2 separate regions of the Larimichthys crocea genome follow, and region 2 is linked to region 1. The links are chromatin contacts, called in public Hi-C maps. All regions are on one chromosome and are shown on one strand. Each heading gives the region's core, a stretch centred on a gene start, on an enhancer-like site or on the middle of the called end of the contact. The rest is flanking DNA. Distances are from core to core; before and after follow the strand shown.

Region 1 (6,866 bases), core at 3,208-5,707:
TGTTAAGCAGCAATCTCATGTTGTCAATGATCACTACTCATTGCAGCCCCTCAGGAGTCTTCAAGATTAATCTTGGGAATTAATTCTAATGACTTAAACTAATTTCAGACTTTGTTATAAATTAGGACCTGCAGCAGACACTCACACTCTTGAACTCTGGTGACAAGCCTGAACATGACCGGGCAAACACACTGTGTAAGTCTGAGCATGTCTGTCTGTGTAGCAGGTTTCAAAACACACAAGCTGTCAACTTCAGCTTCAGGAGAAAGAACTGTATGTACTGTGAGTGTGTGGCTGTTGAAACATGCGTGTGTTTTTGTGTGTCACTGTGACATAACTAGGTTTTGGCCTGTGATGGGCAGCTGCTGTGAACAGGGGAGCCTGTTAGGGCAGGGTTAAGTAACACTAGAGCACAAAGTTCACTGTAGCCAGGAATACTTGCACACACACACACACATATACACAAATACACACAGGTGCACCTAATCTTTTGATTATGCAAAGACACACAGGTGAAAGGCACACACACACACTCAGAGGGTTACATGAGTATTTACAGGTGCTATTTCGAGACTGTTTTGCAGACTGTCACACCCCCCGTCATACCAAGTTTCTCTTAGCACACATTTCAGCAGCTCTGAACTGGACCTGCCCCTCTGGCACAGAAGTCCGGCTGGAAAACTCCAACACAGACTGTTAGTGTGATGTGTGTAACTAAAAAAAGGCTTCAACACTTGAGCTGACAACAACACGCATGGATGAGTTTGATTTGATTTTGTTTATCATGATTGGCTTACTTCATATTGTATCACTAAACATTTAAAATGTGAAAAGTTGGCACACCTCTGATCTTAAACATCGCAGGAGACTCTGAAATTCTGTTAAATAACTGAGTTTTAATACCAATACAAATATTTTACTAGAAATATACATTTATTTTCTTATTTATCATTATCTTTGACATGACTCGACAGCACTGAGGTCAGCGTTAAATCATAGCTGACATACTGTAGTTCTTCATTGTGTAAGAACAAGTAAATGACCAAACCTGGTGTTACTATTTAAAGCTTGTGCGGGGGCATCTCCTGGTTAAAGACAATCTAAGGTGACAAAAAGATTTCCGGGTGTTATGCTTGGCCGTCTTAATCTACTTTTACCGCGGCTAATGGTTAACTGACAAAGATATGAAATAGAATGACGTAAGTGGGAACCTGGGAGAGAAACCCAGGGGGATTACTAGGATTTGCTCAGCAAATCTCCTCAACAAAGGTGCCCTGGCTGCATGAAACCGTAGGTGTTCAAACCCGGCTCTGTGTGAAGGTGAAACCTAAGAGTCTCTGAGAGTGAAATAGAGACAGAGAGGGGCTCTGAAAAAAAAAGGCCCCGTACAGGAGCTAGCCCTCTGAACACCTGGCTTTTTTTTTTTTTTGTAAAACCTAACAGCTTGTGGCATGCACATGCCTTAATGCTGAAGAACCTGCAGATATCTGTCACCCTACAGGAGAGTCTCTGCTTCGACTGAACTCATTTGTGATGCTGTGTGTTGCCACATCTCTGTGGGTCTGTAGTGAAAAGAGTCTCTTGTAAGTAAACTAAAAAAGGCTGCGAGCTGCAGATGAGATTTATTGACAGACCATGGGTAACACTAAACCACCGACAGCCTGGCCCTCATGCCCGAAATTCCAGGAGTAACAGCCCTGCATGGTGACGGTGAACCCGGCCTTGACTTGTTGGGCCACACACACACACACACACACACACACACACACATACACACACAAACAGAACCACCCTTTTTGCTCTTCACTGAAGCATATCATATAGCAAAACTTGAGAAGCCCTGATAAAATATGGCCTATAGGCTCCACGCACCCATGGGACTGGTCCTCCAGCCTCTGATGGGTGTTAATCTCTGCTCTCTGACCTTCTGTGCATCTCTCCTTCTCTGTTTTTTTTTTCATGGGTCCCATATGTCTTTTTGGGTGACCAGATAGCTGCCTTAAAAAATATATATATTACCCTTAACAGCTCACCCAAACACTCAGTGGTTATGTAATCCCCCCATGGCAAGATCAGCAACCTTGGCAGTCGCCTACCTGACCCAGGAGACTGACAGATCCCTGCCAGGGTTTACATAACAAATGGCAAACAGGGTAATGCCACTGTGGTTACAGTAGACAGAAAGACAGATTGCATCACTCTAAAATAGACATAATGCTTTTTTTAAAACTCTTATCACACTTTATTTAGTCTCTAATTATAAAGCGTTATGTCACAATAATCTCACTATTCACAACCACATAAGTGTGCCACATGGATTCTTTACAGTGATTGTTTGCCTGCAGGAGGTGTCTTCTCAGGATTCACACTTTTCCACGCTGTCTTATTGTTAAATTGGTTTGTTTACATCCAGCTCCTTGTCCTAATTAATGGATTATGTGCTCTACAGTAAACTGTCTCATGTAATTGTATCATTCTCTTAAGTCTTAAACGAGATTGCGTCACTCTAAAATAGGCTACTGTGTTTCCAGACAAACCGGTTACAACGTTTCTGTTTGCTCTAATTCCAGCCATGTGACTGTGACTGTGGCCGCAGAGGAATATCATGCACATATCTCATCAGAGACGTCAAATAAAAGTAGACAAAGGGAATGCATCTGATGCAGTTTCAATTTAAAAACCGCCACCACTCTATTTGTCCATTAAATGTCTGGGAATAAAGTGCAACACATCATGTTTTGGTCAATTTAAATGACAAATTACGCGCAGGTCACCAAAGCCCACCCTGCGTAAAGAGATTAATGATCCCTAATGCCTCCCTCATGTGATTTTTTCTCATTTGCTCGACATTTTTGGACTGATCTGTAATTTCCATTAGAATGATAATGAGAGGAATAATGAGTGCCAGACTTTCCAAATAGACGCTCGTAAAAACAGGACTGCGCTGGCATACTTGTGTGTGTCTGTGCGTGTGTGTGCGTCAGTGGGTTTACAAGCCACATGCTTTTTGTTTTTGTTTTGATGGAGGAAGGAGGGGGGCTGGGTGGGTTGGTGAGTGAGTAAGTGAGTGGGACGACTCTTACCTTCCACCCTGCAGAGCTGTTGCTGTCTCCTTTGTCTTTGAAGTAAGGAATGGATCTCACCATCCAGTCATAAATCTGAGACAGTGTCAGTCTCTTGTCCGGTGCGCTCTCAATGGCTTTGGTTATCAGGTCGGCGTAGGAGAGATTTCCCCAGGCGTTACGGCGAGATGACGCCTTCCTCGGGGTCTGCTGGGCAGCCAAGCTGCTGGGAGTCAGCGCGCCAGAGGTGGCCACCGGGGAGTGCGCTGAAAGCGGGGAGCCTCCGCTCTCCTGGCCGGGGGAGGAGAGCGCTCCATTGGCTACGGGGCTGTTGCTACTCTGGTCCTCTGTCGCCAAGCCAGAGCCATTGACACTGATGGCTGTAGGGGTGGCGTTATCCTCATCATCATCTTCTTCTTCGGGTATAATATCTGTGTCATGGTTTTCTGGTTTCACCGCGTTTGAGTCTGGTCGTGGCAGCGGCCAGGTGCAAGATCTGGGCCGCTTCTGGGGCTCGAAGTCCGGGTCGATGACCACGTCCAAGTCCGGGAGTGTGTCGGGGAGCGGAGCCTCGGCCATTATCTCCTGCTCCAGTCACAATCTCGTCCCAGGTGTCAGGTAATAAAGTTACAAGACAAGAAATGAAGAGCTGTCAAAGTCGCGTCCCATGAATGCGCGCTCCCGTCCTTTGTTGCTATTCCACACCAGCGAAGTCCCGACAGGGCCAACAGCAACTTAGTTGTGAACGCCTGTTGAGGACATAAAGACAGAAACAATGAAGCCAACACATTCAGCTAGAGCACAGCCTGAAAGACACAACACAGCAGCTCAGTGTGCCTCCTTAACCTATTTCTGTCAATGAAGGTACGGTGCGTAAAAATAACAAGATTTCAATGAAGCGACTCTCCTCTCCTCTCCTAAGCCTCACTTCATTATGAAACACATGAATAGCAGCTCTACACAAAATCCCGTCCTGGTGCAAGGGTCTGAATCCACCCAGCGGAGATCAATGGCAGAGGAGAAAGTGCTCAAACCTTCATCTCTCTGGGAAATAAATCCGCTCCCAACACTTTAAATGAAATACCTTGCACGGCCAGTCACTTGCGCTCCGTGGTACCAAATAAAAAAAAGAAAGAGAGAGAGAGAGAGACTAAATCCCGGATTGTCCACGACCACTTCCAGATGCCATCTTGACTCTCTCCTCTTTCACTCCTCCAAGTGCGGTCTGAGACGATAAAGAGACAGATAGGATGTGTGCAGGGCAAGTCAGTGTCGATGTGGAATAAGACTGCCACCTCACTCTGGGTTACTACTGTATCTCGATTTGCTCTCCACACAGCGCTGCACACACACATACACACACATACACACATACACACACACATGCACACACCTACACACACACACACGCAAAGTCGATCAAGGGCCAGCCCCCTGGATCCTGCGCATGGGATCGCCTTTTAAAGAGACATTACAGTCCAACAGGACGGAGCGGTCTGTAGGCAGGTGGAGGCTGGGATACGTCCTGACATGTTGGTTATAGACACAGAAATACAGGGACACGACAGTAAAGGGAAAGGGGAACCATTAGAATGGATTAATGTATTAATTTTTATACATATTTATAGTGTCACAGCCAAACTGTGTTGGTAAAATAGTGTTTAAATGTCAGTTTAGTGTGCAGGATACAGGTGTGCTACAGGTTTCCATCAGCTCATCAGTTTCCCAGTCCAAGCTGACATACTCAGAAAGCTTGTTGTGTCCAACCAACAGTCCAAAAATGTAAAAAATATTCAGTTTAATATCATAGAAGACAAAGAAAACTCACAGTGTTGGAATAGAGATAATCCAAAACTTAAATTTTAAAGAAATATGTTCAGCAATAATGAATTTAATCAGATATGAAACTTCAATTCTACCAGGGTTAGGTAAATATGTAATGCATATGACTCTAAATGTGACAGTATCATTTGTATATGTGTTCATCATGTGCTACTGACATGAGGGTGCTGCAAGCATTTCATAAACACCCATTCCTATGTGTTTTTATTCACGTCACTCTCTCATTGCACTGACTGATTGTGCCTTTAATCAGAGAACCAGGTTGTCAATCACGCCTGTCACAGCGCGTCAGGCCACGCCCCCTCATCCCCACCCCCATTCTGGTGCACGTTTAGGGTGACGTCATGCAGTTTATTAGCCAGAGAGAGAGAGAGAGAGAGAGAGAGAGAGAGAGAGAGAGAGAGAGAGAGAGAGAGAGAGAGAGAGAGAGAGAGAGAGAGAGATAAGGGGGCAGATATCCTAGATGGTTCTCCATCCTGTAAGTGATGCTCTGGACCTCCCTCCTCCACCTCCTCCACGGATCAAAACAGCCTCGTCCACATCTTCTTTGTTCCACCGAGGGTTGCCAGACGCGCAAGGTGCGCGTCCACCTGCGTGCGTCACGCGGTTTCTGTGCAGGAATGCGCATCCACAGCTGACCATAACAAGACATCACGCTGTGACTGTGATGACTACATCCATATTTTTTTTTTATTATTCGATTTGACATCATAATAATATATTTTTATTTTATTGTATCATATGTGCACTCTTTGTTATTGCAACAGTCTTGTCACTGCTAAAACAGAGTGTGTCGTGCATGTGTTTTATCTTCATCACAGGCTGTCAGACATGCTCTGCTGGGTTGGACATTGTTTATCTGTGTTCATTGCCTATTTACAGCAGTCTGGAGTCCTTACTGTACAGGATTACAGGAGATAGGTGGCATACAGTACACACATTGTGATCTGATAGTTTTTGTTCCCTTCACATCAAAAAGAATACCTGATGCAGCAGTTTGACTCCTGCAGAGAACTATAGAGTTAACTGCTCACTGCATGCAAAGAGAGAGGTTAGGATGTCTGAGTGTGTGTGTGTGTGTGTGTGCAGAAAAACTGTACGTGACCAACTGTATCAGACAGATATTTAAATGACTTCACATCATGCTGAGTAAACTCTCAGTGCTTTTAGATGGTAGAAGATCATTTTAAGTATGATTCTGTGTGAATATTTGCTGTTGGCGATCATTTATTTTGTTTTCTTTTTAAACCTTTAGTTGAAGCCAGGTTTTAAAATAGTCTCAAGACTAAGCCGTGTAACTAAGGGCAGCTTTAACTCTCTTTACTTAAACATCACCAGCATTTATTTATTGACCGCATCATAAGAGTTACCCATTATCTTTTTTAATGTTTGGATGCTTTTGATTCTTTGTGTATACATATATTGATAGATACGCACCTGCACATGTATGACAGTCAATGAGGTTTATTAAACGTGTGGATCTATGTCATGTGGAACAAAATAAGGGTCAGACGTGTCCCCTCAATAACCTGCTGCAGTATATATCTGGCATTTGGCCCATTTATTCGTTAATCTAACCTGTATCCGATGCTACAATGCATGCATGTGCAACACTAGTAAGCAAACAAACATACAGCCACAAACTATTTGTATTATTACTCTTTCTTTGCACTCCAGACTTCACAACGTCTTCCAGCTTGGAGCCACGTAACACAATCCAGTGGGCTGAGAACCAGATTGAATAACTGTATTAGCACAATGTCTGAGTTCCACTTAGTGTTTAACATACTGGTATTGTCAGCAGTGCTCTATTAAAACTTAATTTCATCCATGTTTATCAGACCTTTTCTCTTTGGAGCCAACCATCAATTTTTGTTCCTGTTTTAGCCGAGAAAGAGACAAAAGGTGAGCTGTTCTCCATCTTGCCTCCATCAGCATGGGGTATCAAGACTGTGGTCCAGA
Region 2 (6,866 bases), core at 2,939-5,438, 140 kb before region 1:
AATATTAAAAAGCCTCAGCCATGCCAGAGATGTCTGAGTCCAATTACAATGACTAATAGCTGTCGTAGTTGAATTTAAAGAGAATTTAAGTGTTTTGGCTGTGTGAAATAGCAAAAATCCTGTGACAGAAAGCAGTTCCTCCTGCTTGTGCACAGCGATAAAAACCACATCCGTTTGTCCTGTGGTCAGGGCCACATTTACTCAGCTGTCCAACCAGCTGCTGTAACAGAGTTCACAAAGCATTTGATCCATCTCAGTCATAGGATGTTAAAGACATCAGGAGCTTGAGAGTGCACAAAACCTGAAAGTTATATCTTATTATTATACGTGTAACTGTGTGGTATGTCAGGGGTTAAAAGTCTTCACATTTATAGACACATATGCTGGGCACTGCCACCTAGTGGATCTCTGTATGAAGTCCAAACATTGGTGCAGATTTAGAAAAACATTTCAGTTGGTCAGAAGTGAAACATGTATTCACAATACGTAGAGAGAATAAGCTTTATTAACATCTTAAATATTAAAAATAGATTACTCCAGCTTCATTTGAGATCAGATCTACCTATGAAGGACCCTGTATGTGCAAGATTTCGTAACGTGTAATGCATTATCAAGCCCAGTGGAAAACATTAAAACACTTTATTCCCTCTTTTTGTTTGTGGATTAAAAACATATACCCGAGACCGCTTAAAAGAGAAAACAGGCTGCAAACAACCAAGGGGAGTTTTGTGGTCCAACCAGCTGTAGTATCAAAGCCTGTACACAGAAACCTCACGTTTCCCAGGAGACGTCGTCTTGTTTTAGGCTGTTTCTGAACTTCTGTGTTTCTCTGAGGAGCTGCAGGTTGTTGGGTTGGGTCCCACCTTTCTTTGCTTTCTGCTTAGACCTAACAGGAGAGGGAGCTGGGGGCTTGATTCCACTCAACTTCTTGGTTGTGTGCTCAACAGGTTGGCTCTGGGTCAATTTATGGACCTGTGCAGATGACGAAGACAGAAAACATTAGACACCTACACTATAGGGACTTTTTCTATTGGCATACAGCACTTTTACATAATAAGAAATTGATCTTTACAAAGATGCCTCTGGATTGTACCGAGTGGTGGTTTACGTACTGTCTGCTGGTGTTTGCGGAGCTTCGTGATCTGAGCTCCTTTCTCCTCCATCCTGGTGACCAACCTCTCCAGTTCTCTCTGCAGATCTTTCCTCTGCTCGGGATGTTGGGTTGCATCTATCTGACCCACCAACTCCTGATGCTCGCTGACACAAAAACAACACAGAAACAGAAAACTAAATGTGTAAAATAAAAAAATAAAAAGTCAAATAAAATAACAAATAAAAAAGCTGACTCACAAGCTCATTTGTCCTAGCTCGTCCTGCAGAGCCAAGAGCAGATCAGAAAGCGAGCCCAGTGACTGATCTAATTTTTCAGGCTCCCTGTCAGGTTTGTGCGAAGTGGTGGAAGATGGAGAGAAATCCTTTTGGAGGCTTTTCTTGGCTCCGCATCCAGATTTTTGCAGAGCGCTCACTCGTTCGCACAGTTGGGGCTGATGGTGTTTCATCATGTGGAGTATACTTTGTATGTTGGCGTGGACTGAATGGCTTGGGCTTGTTGACTGTGACAGGTAGGGGGAGATAAAAAAAAACAATCAAAAGGAATCAAAAACAGGGAAACGGTGAGTAGTATGTGGTTTTTAGTTAGTGCTGAGCATAAGAACTGACGTACCGTTCCTGCAACAAACGGCATTTTTTTGTGCTTCGGAAGACTTGGTGACGTCGGCTCATTCTGTCTCAAGGTTTTCTGAGGTAGAAGACAGCTCTTATCACTACTGTGCAAACAAATGTTGTCCTTATCAACTAAATACACACTGTTAATCAGCTTTGTCAGTAAGAGAAGCACCTTGGTGGACTTTTTTGTTTTCTTCTTTGGCTTCTCTTCAGAAGACGACACAGACAATCGAAAGTTGATGTCCAACTCCTTCTGCAGCTGTGGACGCGACAATATTAGCATGATTAAAGTCAGTAAAAGCTTCCTTCTTTCTTTGTTTCCTTTCTTTGATTCTTTTATGGCATTTTATGATTAGACAGTGAATTTTATGTAACTTATAACCCACTAGAGAACACTTGATAGAGAGTAAAAGTAAAAAAAAAACATAATTTCTGCATTTATTGTGAAATGTGTGCATGTTGGGGTAAGGAAAAAAAACAAGGTGGAACTGTGGATACTTCCTGTCATTGTTACTTCAAAGAGCTGACCCGATAAGTGAAGTGTCTGTGGACTGACCTGGTCCGCTTTCTCCTGCACAAGTTGACGCTCGTGCTCTTCTTTCAGTAGTTTTTGCTCCAGAATGGCAAGTTTCATCTGGAAAGCAAAATTGCACAGAAATAATTAATCTTATCACGCAGCCTGTGATGACTTGTGTTGAGATGAATCACGGTAAAATACCTCTGCCAGAGTTTGGGTCCTACTCAGTTTGAGACACTCGGATTCAAGTTTTTCCAGCTTCTCCCGCTGAGATTGGGTATTTGAGCTGCTCGGCTGCTGGTTCTGCAGCGAAGCCTGAAGAGGTAAACAGATTACATGACAGCTTAGTAACATGCAAACACACGCTGTGTTCCTTTACTTCCTTGTATTTCTAGATGTAAGGAGGTAATGGTACACGCTTCTGTGAAGGAGTTCTCATATTAAAACATATTAATAATAACAGCTTTATAGTTTTAAAGAAAGATTCGTTAACGCCTTTGGACTACCTGATCCTCCATGATGGCATTCCTCTCCTTCTTAGCATTTTCAACCATCTTCCTCATGTAGTCCAGCTGCTTCTCTAGAACCTTACACCGGGCCTCTGTAGACTGCAGCTTTGAGTCCAGCTCTGTTATCATCAACACAGACACGACCATTAAAGAAGATTCACAGAAAACACTTTGCATTTATTTACGTAATGTCAGCAGTGGCCTCTCCCTTTGCATCATCCATTACTCACCTTTCCTGCCAGAGTTGTCTGACTCGGGCAGGCTGGCTGCTGGTTGACTGGGCACGCTGGAAGATGCTGTGGCCTGTTTCTGTGCATCGTGGGAATACTGCCGGAAGCTCCTTTCTGCTTGCTTCCTCTCCAGCTCCAGCCGCCTGATTTTCTGCTGGAGGGTCTTCAGTGCATCAACAACAGCTGAACATGAAAGCACGTGTGGTGATTACAGCAGAACGTGGCCATTGTCTAAGACAGTAAGCTTTACATAATGGCTGTGTCGTACCTCTGCTGTCAATATTAGGGCTGCTCGTGTCAGGGTCCGTGCTTGTGGAGGGTTGTGCAGCGAAATCCAGCTTTCTTGGTACGGGTAGCATCCTGTCCGGAGGCTGATAATAGCTCCCAATGTAACTGTTTTTGGAGGGTGAGTCTAAAATCTACAAAGCAAGAAGAGGGGAAAAAACTGCAATGATTGATTTCAGCATTATTTGTCTTTAAAAAGCAAAGAAAATATTAACAAAATACCTCATAAAGATGAGGTCTTCAAATGGATTGACACTGACACCACAATACCAATACAATATTCGCTTTACAGTGATATAAAACAATAAAAATGTACTTATTTTAATGTTTGGAGCTGGATTTTACTTGTGTAAAAGTTAAAAATGAGTGAACATGACAGTTGCTGTTAGTAAACTACAAATCTGACCGATTAAACGACCTTTAACAACAACAAACCCATAGTTACGCTGCTAAAAAGTTCACAGAAATCTAACGTTACGCGAGCAAAAAAACAACCAGAATTGTTTACGAATATAATATATAATGTTAAATTAATTGTGGTGACCTCCGTCCTCGAAACAAACCGACAGAAAGGCTCCTTCACACAGCCGGAGCAGCTAAACACAGGCAGCTCGCCGGACGTAAACAAAGCTGGAGCTAACGCGTTAGCCACATTCGGAGCTAACGGCTCCTTAACGGCTGGTCGTCGAACGTTACCTGTTCGTAGTGAGCCTCCATTTTGGCGCAAAGAGGAGGATCATATGTTTGTGTTTATTATTCTCCTGGGGGAGTTTTAAATGTTTGTTTTTTCTTCATGTAGCAATTTAACTGATGTCGTCGACAGACTTCAGTTGTCCTGTCACCGCCAGCAGCAGCAGCAGCAGGCGGTGCGGACTTTTTAAATTTCCCTCCTCTTTGCCGCCCTCGTCTCAAAAGGTTCCGCCTGCGCAGTGAGTGCGCACTGTTTGTTTCCTCCTCCAGTCCTCCTCACTGCTCCTCACTGCTCCTCCAGACTTCAGCGTGACACAAATACACACTGTAGGAGCTATTTGTGAAGTTAGTCTTTGTTGTGTTTAGTTGTAAATTTAATTATCTAATTATGAGTAAGTTTGTTTGATAAATTCAAGTGTTTGCTTTATTTAGATTTGCTAATATTCTTTGTTTTTTGTTTATTTATTATTTGTTTGGGATATTTAGATTGGCAGGGTTGGTATTTTGGTTTATTTTTTGGTAAATGGGTCATACTGGGCACTTGAGGTTATTTAGATAGGTAGGCACCTGGGTGGGCCCATGGTTTTCTTTGTTCTTTTGTTTGTTTTTATTATTTTGAAATAAATCATCACAAAACGATTCAGCATTCAGTTTGGACATTAATCTTCTTTTGCCTGCGTTAAACCACATCCCCATGGTGCATCAGTGGCCTTTTGATTTTGTTTGGTTTAAAGTTTTGTTTTCTGTTGACAAATGGCCACTACACAAACTTCTACATTTCGGAAAGAACTTGAGAACTATATACTCTTTTTTTAATTTCACATATACCTTGCAGTTATTATTTATATCATGGTCCCTTACTTTTGTAATATTATTTATATTATGGTCACTACTCTTGCAACAATATTATTATTATTTGTATCATGGTCTCCTCAGTACCTGTCTGTTTTGAAGATTGATTGTTTTTCGTGTTTATTGCGTAGGTTATAGATATTTCTGTCTGTTTCATTTCTGTCTGTTTATTGTGTTTGTTTGTTTTTTGTGCCTTTTTTACTTTTTCCTAATTCTGTAGTGTATGCTACACTTTTCTCTGCTGCTGTAACAAGTAAAATTCCCCATGGTGGGATGAATAAAGAATATCTAATCTAATTTAATCTAATCTACCGTGTAAAACAAAACAGCATTGAGGGGAAAAAACATTATTACTTATTTTGAATACAAAGAAAAGAAACTGTATTATTGTCAACCTCTATATTTTATTTGGGAAATTTCACATCCATAAATGTAAATTTCAAGATTCATCGCCATCATTTAAGCTATTTTTGATTGAAGTTAATTATTATTTTAAGTCTCTTAAGTTACTTACTAATAAAAAATGCAGATATTTTCAACCAATAACCTGTCAGTTGTAACAGTTGTAACTAGAACTAAAACAACATAAGCTTACACCCACTCCACGTTGGGGCAAATGTAAAGTGTAGAAACATTTTAGCAAGATACAATTAAAATGTTGAAATGTTTTCCACAAGTGATTTGTGTAACAAAGTGTGTAACATTTAAGGGGATCTGTTGGCAGAAATGGAGTTTAACTATGTTTTCATTTGTGTATATAAGAATGAGCCCTTTATATCTACAGAGGGTCCTCTTCCACAGAGTCTGTCGTTTTGAACCATCATGTTTCTACAAACCCAGAATAGACAAATCAAACACTGACTCTTGATATTACCTTTTGTGGTTTTTGTTGGTTTTATGTGCACCTTAGTTTCTCCTTCATGTTTGAACGGGAGGGTGAGCCGAGTGGTCATCAGTTGTTTGCAATCAGGAACTTCCCCACTAGATGCCACTAAATCCAGCACACTGCACCTTTATTAAGATTAAGTTCTGTGAATGCTCACTGCATTTATAACACGCTAGTGGTAGCTGTGGCCTTGATTAATATATGTGATGTAAGAAGGAGCCCCTACTGAATGTGATCTGCAAAATGGGAAGCGACATCAAATTATGTGAAGATGTAAAATATTTCAACATAAAGGTCAGTTGCAAGTTATTTCAAAGTGATTTGTTTTAGATGAAATTCTTTGAATGCTCACTTCATTTATAATACACTTGCCCTTCAAAAAAATCTAAGACATTGCAAAACTGCTGGCAGAAATGTGAAACAGCTCTATAGCCAGGATTTTAGAAATACTGAGGCGGGTCTGAGGGAAGAAAACAGGCTCCAAAGTTGAGAGTGACACATATTACACATAATATTATAATTCTTCTTTAAGCACACACATATCTTTCACAGTGCCAGCTGTGGCCTTGATTACTGTATGTGATGTAAGAAATAGATTGTGATCTACAAAATGGGACACTAAAATACATCACATTTTGTGAAGAAATAACAAATTTAAACATAAATGCTGGGGCTATTTTCTAATCATTTAAGCTATTTCTGGTTAGCCGAGGCAGTAAATCAATCAATCACCCTGTAAACATTTGCACAGTGGTATGCAAATAACCAAAGAGCCTGTCTGCAGCGTGGCAGGTGTGCTGCACTGAGATAAAAAAAAAAAAGCATTTTCTGGAAAACTTCTTTTAGAAATAGTTCTCTTTGCATATTTGTGCATGTTATGTAAATGTTTTTTTTGTTTTTTTTATTTGTCAGGGACAGCCCCTTTGTCTTTACATGCCACAACAGAATCTAAGTTTGACTTCTCTTATATAGAACACGTGTTTCAGTGTGTGGTTTGTCAGTTTATACACAGATACGGTTATATAAAATATAAAATTAACGCCTCTGTCTAACTCTATCCTCTGCCTTTTCTTTCAGTTATTACTGATAAACAACAGAAAGGAGGAGGGGGGGGTGGCTGGTGGCGACGAAAGGCATCATGGGAGGTGTAGTTCCGAGGAGCTCCGCTTGAA

What was found. A called contact is a pair of places that touch in the nucleus more often than the background predicts.
Region 2: a contact with region 1 is called in a Hi-C map of muscle, with 5 times the contacts expected there. The contact joins the promoter of cep57l1 here to the promoter of foxo3b in region 1. A contact is called at or near these places in 2 of 7 Hi-C or Micro-C datasets (both in muscle).

Annotation. Positions count from the first base shown.
Region 1 is chrXI:8,731,433-8,738,298 of L_crocea_2.0, reverse strand. It overlaps foxo3b (forkhead box O3b), which reads right to left and starts at 4,457. Exons shown (of 4, transcript XM_010735397.3): 1 at 4,147-4,457; 2 at 3,084-3,811. The coding sequence starts at 3,641.
Region 2 is chrXI:8,870,327-8,877,192 of L_crocea_2.0, reverse strand. cep57l1 (centrosomal protein 57, like 1) reads right to left here and starts at 4,188. Exons shown (of 11, transcript XM_010735402.3): 1 at 3,963-4,188; 2 at 3,250-3,400; 3 at 2,982-3,164; 4 at 2,749-2,870; 5 at 2,444-2,557; 6 at 2,282-2,359; 7 at 1,898-1,984; 8 at 1,724-1,798; 9 at 1,351-1,613; 10 at 1,113-1,257; 11 at 477-972. The coding sequence starts at 3,983. The coding sequence ends at 772.